2 separate regions of the Mus musculus genome follow, and region 2 is linked to region 1. Evidence: chromatin contacts called from public HiChIP or PLAC-seq data. All regions are on one chromosome and are shown on one strand. Each heading gives the region's core, a stretch centred on a gene start, on an enhancer-like site or on the middle of the called end of the contact. The rest is flanking DNA. Distances are from core to core; before and after follow the strand shown. Region 1 overlaps Gm4258 (a long non-coding RNA gene). Region 2 has its middle 29 kb from the start of Gm34353.

What was found. HiChIP or PLAC-seq counts read pairs in DNA pulled down with a chosen protein or histone mark.
Region 2: an H3K4me3 HiChIP or PLAC-seq map of neural progenitor cells shows a contact between it and region 1, with 29 read pairs. The contact joins two enhancer-like sites. A contact is called at or near these places in 1 of 15 datasets of contacts at CTCF or cohesin (CD8 T cells), 17 of 484 Hi-C or Micro-C datasets (the C2C12 cell line, CD8 T cells, the N1E-115 cell line and 11 more) and 9 of 115 datasets of contacts at active chromatin or transcription factors (the HPC-7 cell line, the SCID.adh cell line, bone marrow-derived macrophages and 6 more).

The regions. Positions count from the first base shown.
Region 1 is chr1:137,901,602-137,904,901 of GRCm38.p6, forward strand. Gm4258 (a long non-coding RNA gene) reads left to right here. Exons shown (of 3, transcript XR_003948014.1): 2 at 1-3,300. Among named protein-coding and RNA genes, the nearest start is that of Gm4258, 4.8 kb to the left of the region's middle. Within about 2 kb of position 1,585, at least 33 of the 459 cell types and tissues checked have an H3K27ac peak or open chromatin away from gene starts, as enhancers often do. A contact at or near this core is called in neural progenitor cells, where this site is marked.
Region 2 is chr1:138,021,639-138,024,938 of GRCm38.p6, forward strand. No RefSeq gene overlaps it. Among named protein-coding and RNA genes, the nearest start is that of Gm34353, 29 kb to the left of the region's middle. Within about 2 kb of position 1,498, at least 36 of the 459 cell types and tissues checked have an H3K27ac peak or open chromatin away from gene starts, as enhancers often do. A contact at or near this core is called in neural progenitor cells, where this site is marked.

The sequences.
Region 1 (3,300 bases), core at 335-2,834:
TCTTTTGCCACCCTGTAATTTGAGATAGAGATGGAGAAAAATTCCACATGCATTCTACACCTTATCAAGTTTTTATATGTAACTTATTAATAATGTAGGAATTATGATATGTTTGCTAGCTCAGACATGCCTGGCATTTGATATTCAGTTTTGTAAGCGTTGAAATTCATTCTTTGTACTTCTAATTTAGAAAAGATTTTGAAAGCCTGTGTCTGTGAACAATTGCAGTAAAGGATCAACAGAACAACGGATTTATTTGCCAATGTATTATGTGATTGTTTTAAAGCAAGAGAATAAAAAATTACTGCTTCATTTGATTATTGTCCAGAAAAGCATACAGTTGAAGAATTAACACATTTTGTACTTACAAAAATTATATAAGTTGACTGGTATTTCTGTGGCGTAACACTCCAATGTAAACAAGTAAATAACTTTTTCTAAGGCATGACTTTCTATTTTCGTGTAAAGGTTCCCTCCCAACACACACTGAAGTTCTGGCCTGATGAAAAATAATTTAATTTCTTTCTCCAAGAGAGAAAATGAACAAGCTGTTTTTGATTCCACCCTACTTTCTAAAAGGCAGACCTGACCTGGCCCTCTGGGGATACAGGTTACTAGAAAGGCATCTTTCAAAGACAAGAAGATAATGGACTTGATTGAAATAGCTGGACGACGTAAGGCCAGTTCAAGAACAAATGGTGTTTCAGAACATAACTGTGAGCAAACAATTTCCTATAGTTTGTTCTCCTTACACAATGGTAATGGTTTATTGGAAATAGCAGAACAAACAGGAGATAGATGTACCCAAACAGAAAACAACCCATGTCCTTTCATGTCAGGGATGCATCAAGAGCCTTGGTGATCACAGAATATTCTTACTCCAAGTCTTTTTGTTGTAGATTTTACTGGCTCCTCAGCATCAGCTGAGGGTTGTGACCAGGTGTGGGTGATATTTAACATGCACACTAGAATATAGGATTGTGGTCACAATTTATTTTTGTTATTGTACAAGAGGGTTTGAAACGTAGAGTGTGACTGTACTTTAATACAATGAAACTTGGGTAGCAAGATCCACTGGTTATGATTCTTCTAAGTGAGAATCATGCTCAGGTACTGAGTAAAGTGGGTGAGATATTATTATAGATACTACACACCCTACTACTTTCCTAACTCAAAAACTTCAATCCAAATTTGAAGAACAGAACAATAATTACTACAGAACTAGACTGTGTTTCTGAGCACCCAGTTGATTCCTGAAAGTACACTCTGTGGTCGTAATCTCTCATGAAGAAAAAGATTGTGTTTTTTAAAGCTTACCCTGTAGGTTAAAGGCCTGAAATTATTGTGCACAGATGCCCAAGCAGTGTTCAGAGATGGAAGGAAACTCTGGTCGCAATAGCTAAGAAGGGGAACTGGTTCAGCTGCTCTATGCTCCAAATCTCCTACCTCCACTCTGAACGCGTGCTGAACTCAAGATTAATTGGAATGAATACTATCAAAGTGATTTTTATAACTTACAAAAGAGCCACTGTTTTGTTAGATGCCCTCGTGATGGCAGAGAGTATGGAAAGTGATGGACTGGCCCTCTGCTTGCAACCTACTCAGGCCCAGGGAGACACTGGGGTCAGACCGACTCATGAATCACAGATAGGAAATGAACCAAATGCATATTTGGAAGTTTAAACAGAAACATTTAGGATATATATATATATATATATATATATATATATAAAACAAATAAATGAATTTTGGGTTGATTTTTGGCACATCTTTTAAAACACCAACCCTTAGTTCAGCTGAAATAACTTTTTATACGTATAGCTAAGACCAGATGGCCACACGCTCCTTTCTTATTTAGATGAGACTCTTCCTTTCAATAACATCTTTCTTCCTGACCTGCTTAAAAATTCCAGCGAATGAAATCAGCACAGGATTTTCAATTCTAATTGACCATGTGCAGAGGAAGGGCCGGGACAGAAATCACTAGAGGCATTGTAAGCCTCTGCCTCAGCTCTGGCTTTGTATTTTACCCTTCCTAGCCTATCCAAACTAGCTGAAAATATTGAAAATGTTTAACATTAAATAACTGCATGATTATTCTTTAGTGTAAATTAGTTGATCTGATTCTCTCATTTAATCATAAAAATCCAAAAGAATTGTCATTCACTTACACAGCTTTGTTTTTTAAAAAAGTACCTTAAAATAGTAGCATAACAATTGAATTGAGATAGGAAGATAGAATGTCATATTTATTTTCCCCATTCCTTATGTAAATCATTATTATGTCATATGTATACATGATATTTATTAGTATTATCTGCATGCATTTTCAATTTTATGGAAATATTAATTATCAAGATTTTTTGATATATTGTAAATGAATGATAAGAAATGAAAAATATTTTCCTTGATGTTTATTCATACTTTTTCTAACAATAATACTGGAAATAGAAGATGAGATATGTATGTATATATGTATATACATATGTATATACATAATATATAGTTCAATGAAGTTAGTTATATATGCTTTGAAAGTGGGTATCTACTTTGGTAGGCACCCATAATTTTTTTGTTGTTGTCAAGCTCATTTTAGGGATGTTGTGGTGCTAAGGCTTGAACCCAAGGCCTAACGTGTGCTAAGCACAGATTTGACCACTGAGCTATACTCAGACGCTCTTTTGGATAAATTCTTGACTCAAATCATTATCTTTATATTCATTTTTACAGTTAAAAGTACTATGTTCTAAGTATGTTTTTGGAATGGCAAACTGTGAGATACTGACATTATTTTGACATAAAATCTTAGAAGAAAAGTTGAACTCGTGGTGCACATTTTAAAAGCAGACAGAAATTAAGAAAGTAAATATCAATTATTGGTGCCACTGGAAAATCCTATAGAGGCTTTATAGCAGTGCAGGCCCTGGATTCAAGGTTATACTCATTATTTGGGATGGGGGACAGCCTAGTATGTAACAAATATATTGACAAATATAGAGATTGACAAATAAAGAGATGCTTTGTCATGAGCTACGTTCATGCAAATGTTTGAAAATTTATACATCTTAGGAATGGTAACGTTCATTAGGATTTTTGTGTCAAAATTATACAAATATCAAGATGGACTGCTAGAATTTACAGTTCTGAAAGTTGTGGTCTAAGCCACTAGTACATGAAGTCAATTTTTTACAAACTTTGGGAAAATTAAAGTTCGGATAGCTTACTGTAACTCTCTGTGAGTCAAACTTGTACTTCCATACATGAGACCGAGGACTGTCATCATGTCTTTAAGCATGTGAG
Region 2 (3,300 bases), core at 248-2,747, 120 kb after region 1:
TGAGGTGATGTCACAATATCATCATACTATGTTGAGAATTGTATACAGTAAGTAATCCTAAAAATTAAACACTCATTAAAAATTAATACAACAAGTTCTAGAGAGATGGTTCTGTGGTGAAAACTCTTCTTTCTCCTCTTCCTCCTAAGGACTGGGTTCAGGTGACTAACAATGGCCCATAAGGCCATCTCCCAAAGATTGAATGCCTTCTTCTGATATCCTAGGGCTCTCACACACACCCTGTCATACATTTAAACACAGAGAGGGGGAGGGGGAGGGGGAGGGGGAGGGGAGGGGGAGGGGAGGGGGAGGGGGAGGGGGAGGGGGAGGGAGAGGGAGAGGGAGACAGGAACATAAAATAAAAATAAATCTCCAAACTTTTTAAAGTTCACAATAGGGTTTGGAAGTGTGTTGTGGGTTCATAGGCACTCTTTGCACATTATCTGACATTGTGTTCAATGCAGAGTACCACGTAGTCAGCATTTGTGGGTGAGTGTGGGGTGTCATTGATGAGTGCTGCTTCTTCCATCCTCAGAGCAACAATAAGCCATTAGTCTCAGACCAAATATTGTGCATGTCAAAACAAAGCCCCTCAATGTAAAACGGTAGTGGAGATATTGAAAGCAGCCCTAAATGCATACAGATTGAATGAATACTGATTTTGAGGCTGGAGATAATAATAACGACAGGCACAAAGACATGAGATCCATGTGAATTACATACAGCTCCTGAATGCTGATGAGGCCGGAGCAAGATGCACTTGGGTCTTTTATTCTCAGGCTGGGTATGTATGTCTGCCTAGTCCTTTGAGAGATGGTTTCTTAAGGACTGAGCTAAATGGATAACTTGCATTCTGATGATTTATTTTTATTCGCAGAAAGCTTCAGTTATTTAGTCACGCTGATAAATTACTGTTTCCCTCTTTCTGTGTGAAGTGGGAATTATATTACAGCTGTCTCCAGTTAATTCTAGGGTTAAAGGTACTACAAAAATGCTTAGTATTTACCGAGAGACTGAGCCTTGCAGCTTATATTCTGATTTCACTGGGGCTCAGCTAATGGCTTTTCCATCCTTTCTGGGTAACTAGCAGAAGTGTAGATCCTGGAGGACCACCCAAACTGGAACAAGCTAAAAGGTTCCAACCGCAGGAGTAAACGTGCTGGCTGTACCCGAATCCTTCAGAGGGCTCCCTGGCTCCCGTTGATTAATCACCTTTCACTCCTGACTCCTGAACCTTTACACTGAATGGTGAGGGTCTTAAATGCTCTCTTTCTCCAGTGATTGACAAAGCCTTTGTGGTTCTAAAACATCATGATTCTCTGTAAGTTGTCCTGTTTTTCTTTTTTACAGCACAATCTTTTATTTCTTCTAGTAGATAGCATCAGATGAATCATTTCCCAAGACATCCACTCAGAAATCCAATCCACTCAGAAATGACGATTATCACATCCTCGGGCTCCAACATTTCAGGACAGGATCTCCTGGTCAGAGTTACAGAGAAGGAATGTGCACACGGCATTCAAGTACAATGGCTTTGAATGTTCAAAGAGAGTTCAATGGAATGCATGAGCTTTGCCCTTTAAGAATTTCTCTAAAATGAGAAAACTTTGAGGAGTCTCTAACAATGAAAACCAGAACTAGTTGAAGTTATGGTTTCTGATTTAAATATATGCTGTTTTTAAACAACTCAAGGCCATCTGAGAACTACTCAACTCTGCTGAATTTCACCATATTCATGCTTATCAGACAGAGCTGAAAGAGAATCTCTTGAATTTCAAAGTAAAAGTTTACCTTTTTGTTTGTTTGTTTTGTTTTTGTTTTGTTTTAACTGTCAAACCTGGAACACCTCCCAACACTTGTTTGGAAAATGGTAGGGTGCACACTATTGTAAAAAGTTTTAAATAGGCTGCTTTCTTTACATTACATTGGCAATGAAAAGAAGAGGAAAAAGAGCCAGGAGAAGAAAATAAGAGAAAGCAAAATGGGGAAAACGGCAGCAGCCATTCAAAAACACTCATCTACAACAGAGAAACCCAAGTGCTCTGCTTTTAATCGTCAACATCTGTCTTTAAAAACATATCAATCACATGATCACTAACAGCTGTTGCATTAGACTTTTAATCAGCCATGATTTTCAAAAAGGAGAAAGAATGCTGTTGGCTTGGTTGATGGAAAGTTACTGCTTAAAATGCACAAGCCTGGTACTGGCAACTAATTCAAAATTTAAAGAGACAAAACTCTACCAAGCACCGAGTAAACACTATTCATGTGTAAAGTGCCATGCTATGAAAGCTTAAATGGTCCCACATGTTTGGAAGCTGGGTGAAAACAGCACAGGTCGGGACATGTATTCAAACTGATACATTTAATGTGATATAGACTGCATTAAAAATACTTTTAAAACCTCTATATTCATGAAAGGCAAGAAAACACAAAGACATCAGCTGACTTAGTCACAATAAATACCGAGGTCCTACCCCTAGATATCTACAACTCCCACTGAGGCAATTTGAAATTAATGATCTTGGTAAGATGGGGGCATAGGTGATTTGCCATCTTCCTGACAGTGCCCCCACTCATAAGAGAGGCCATTCATGGTTTGAATTAGCTACATTCTTGAGGAACACTTGTGAAGTCTGTGTCATTTACCTTTCCATACTGAAATGTAATGGTGACATACTAAAAATTCTGGCATTGAAGTAGAATGTGCTGTTCCAAATTAAAGGGGAAAAAAAATGTATTTTCCTGCAGTGCAAGATCTTTCTTGGCGCATCCACCATTTGCAATGAGAACTGAGCACAGAGAGAGTGCTGGTATCCATCAAGAGAAAAAGAAAGCACAATTTGCATGTGAACGTTGAAGATAAAATAGCATTTATTACAATCCCAGAGGAAATAGTGGAGTGTTTCTGCCAGTGTCATATTAATTGAGACTGTGGCAGCGATGATGTTTCATGTATGATGGCAATAAATTCTACTTGATTTCCCTTTGAAGATGTGGACTTCTGGAAAAATCTGCCCTCCATGACAAAACAACTGATTTATCGAATATAAATAACAGGCCTAAAAGAATTATGACATGCTATTGCATGGTTAATTTCTTTATTATCATAAGAAATTGTTTTCTGTAATGACTGTAGATTGTATCTTACAAGATTTATGAGCATAATTTCAATTGTGAACCATCATATCCTGCTCTGGAGTATCACAAACGTTTTTGGAAGACATGTATCAGTATTTATATTTAAATATCCAGTGTTCAAAGTGATAATACACCAAAACATACACAGGCATAGTCTTT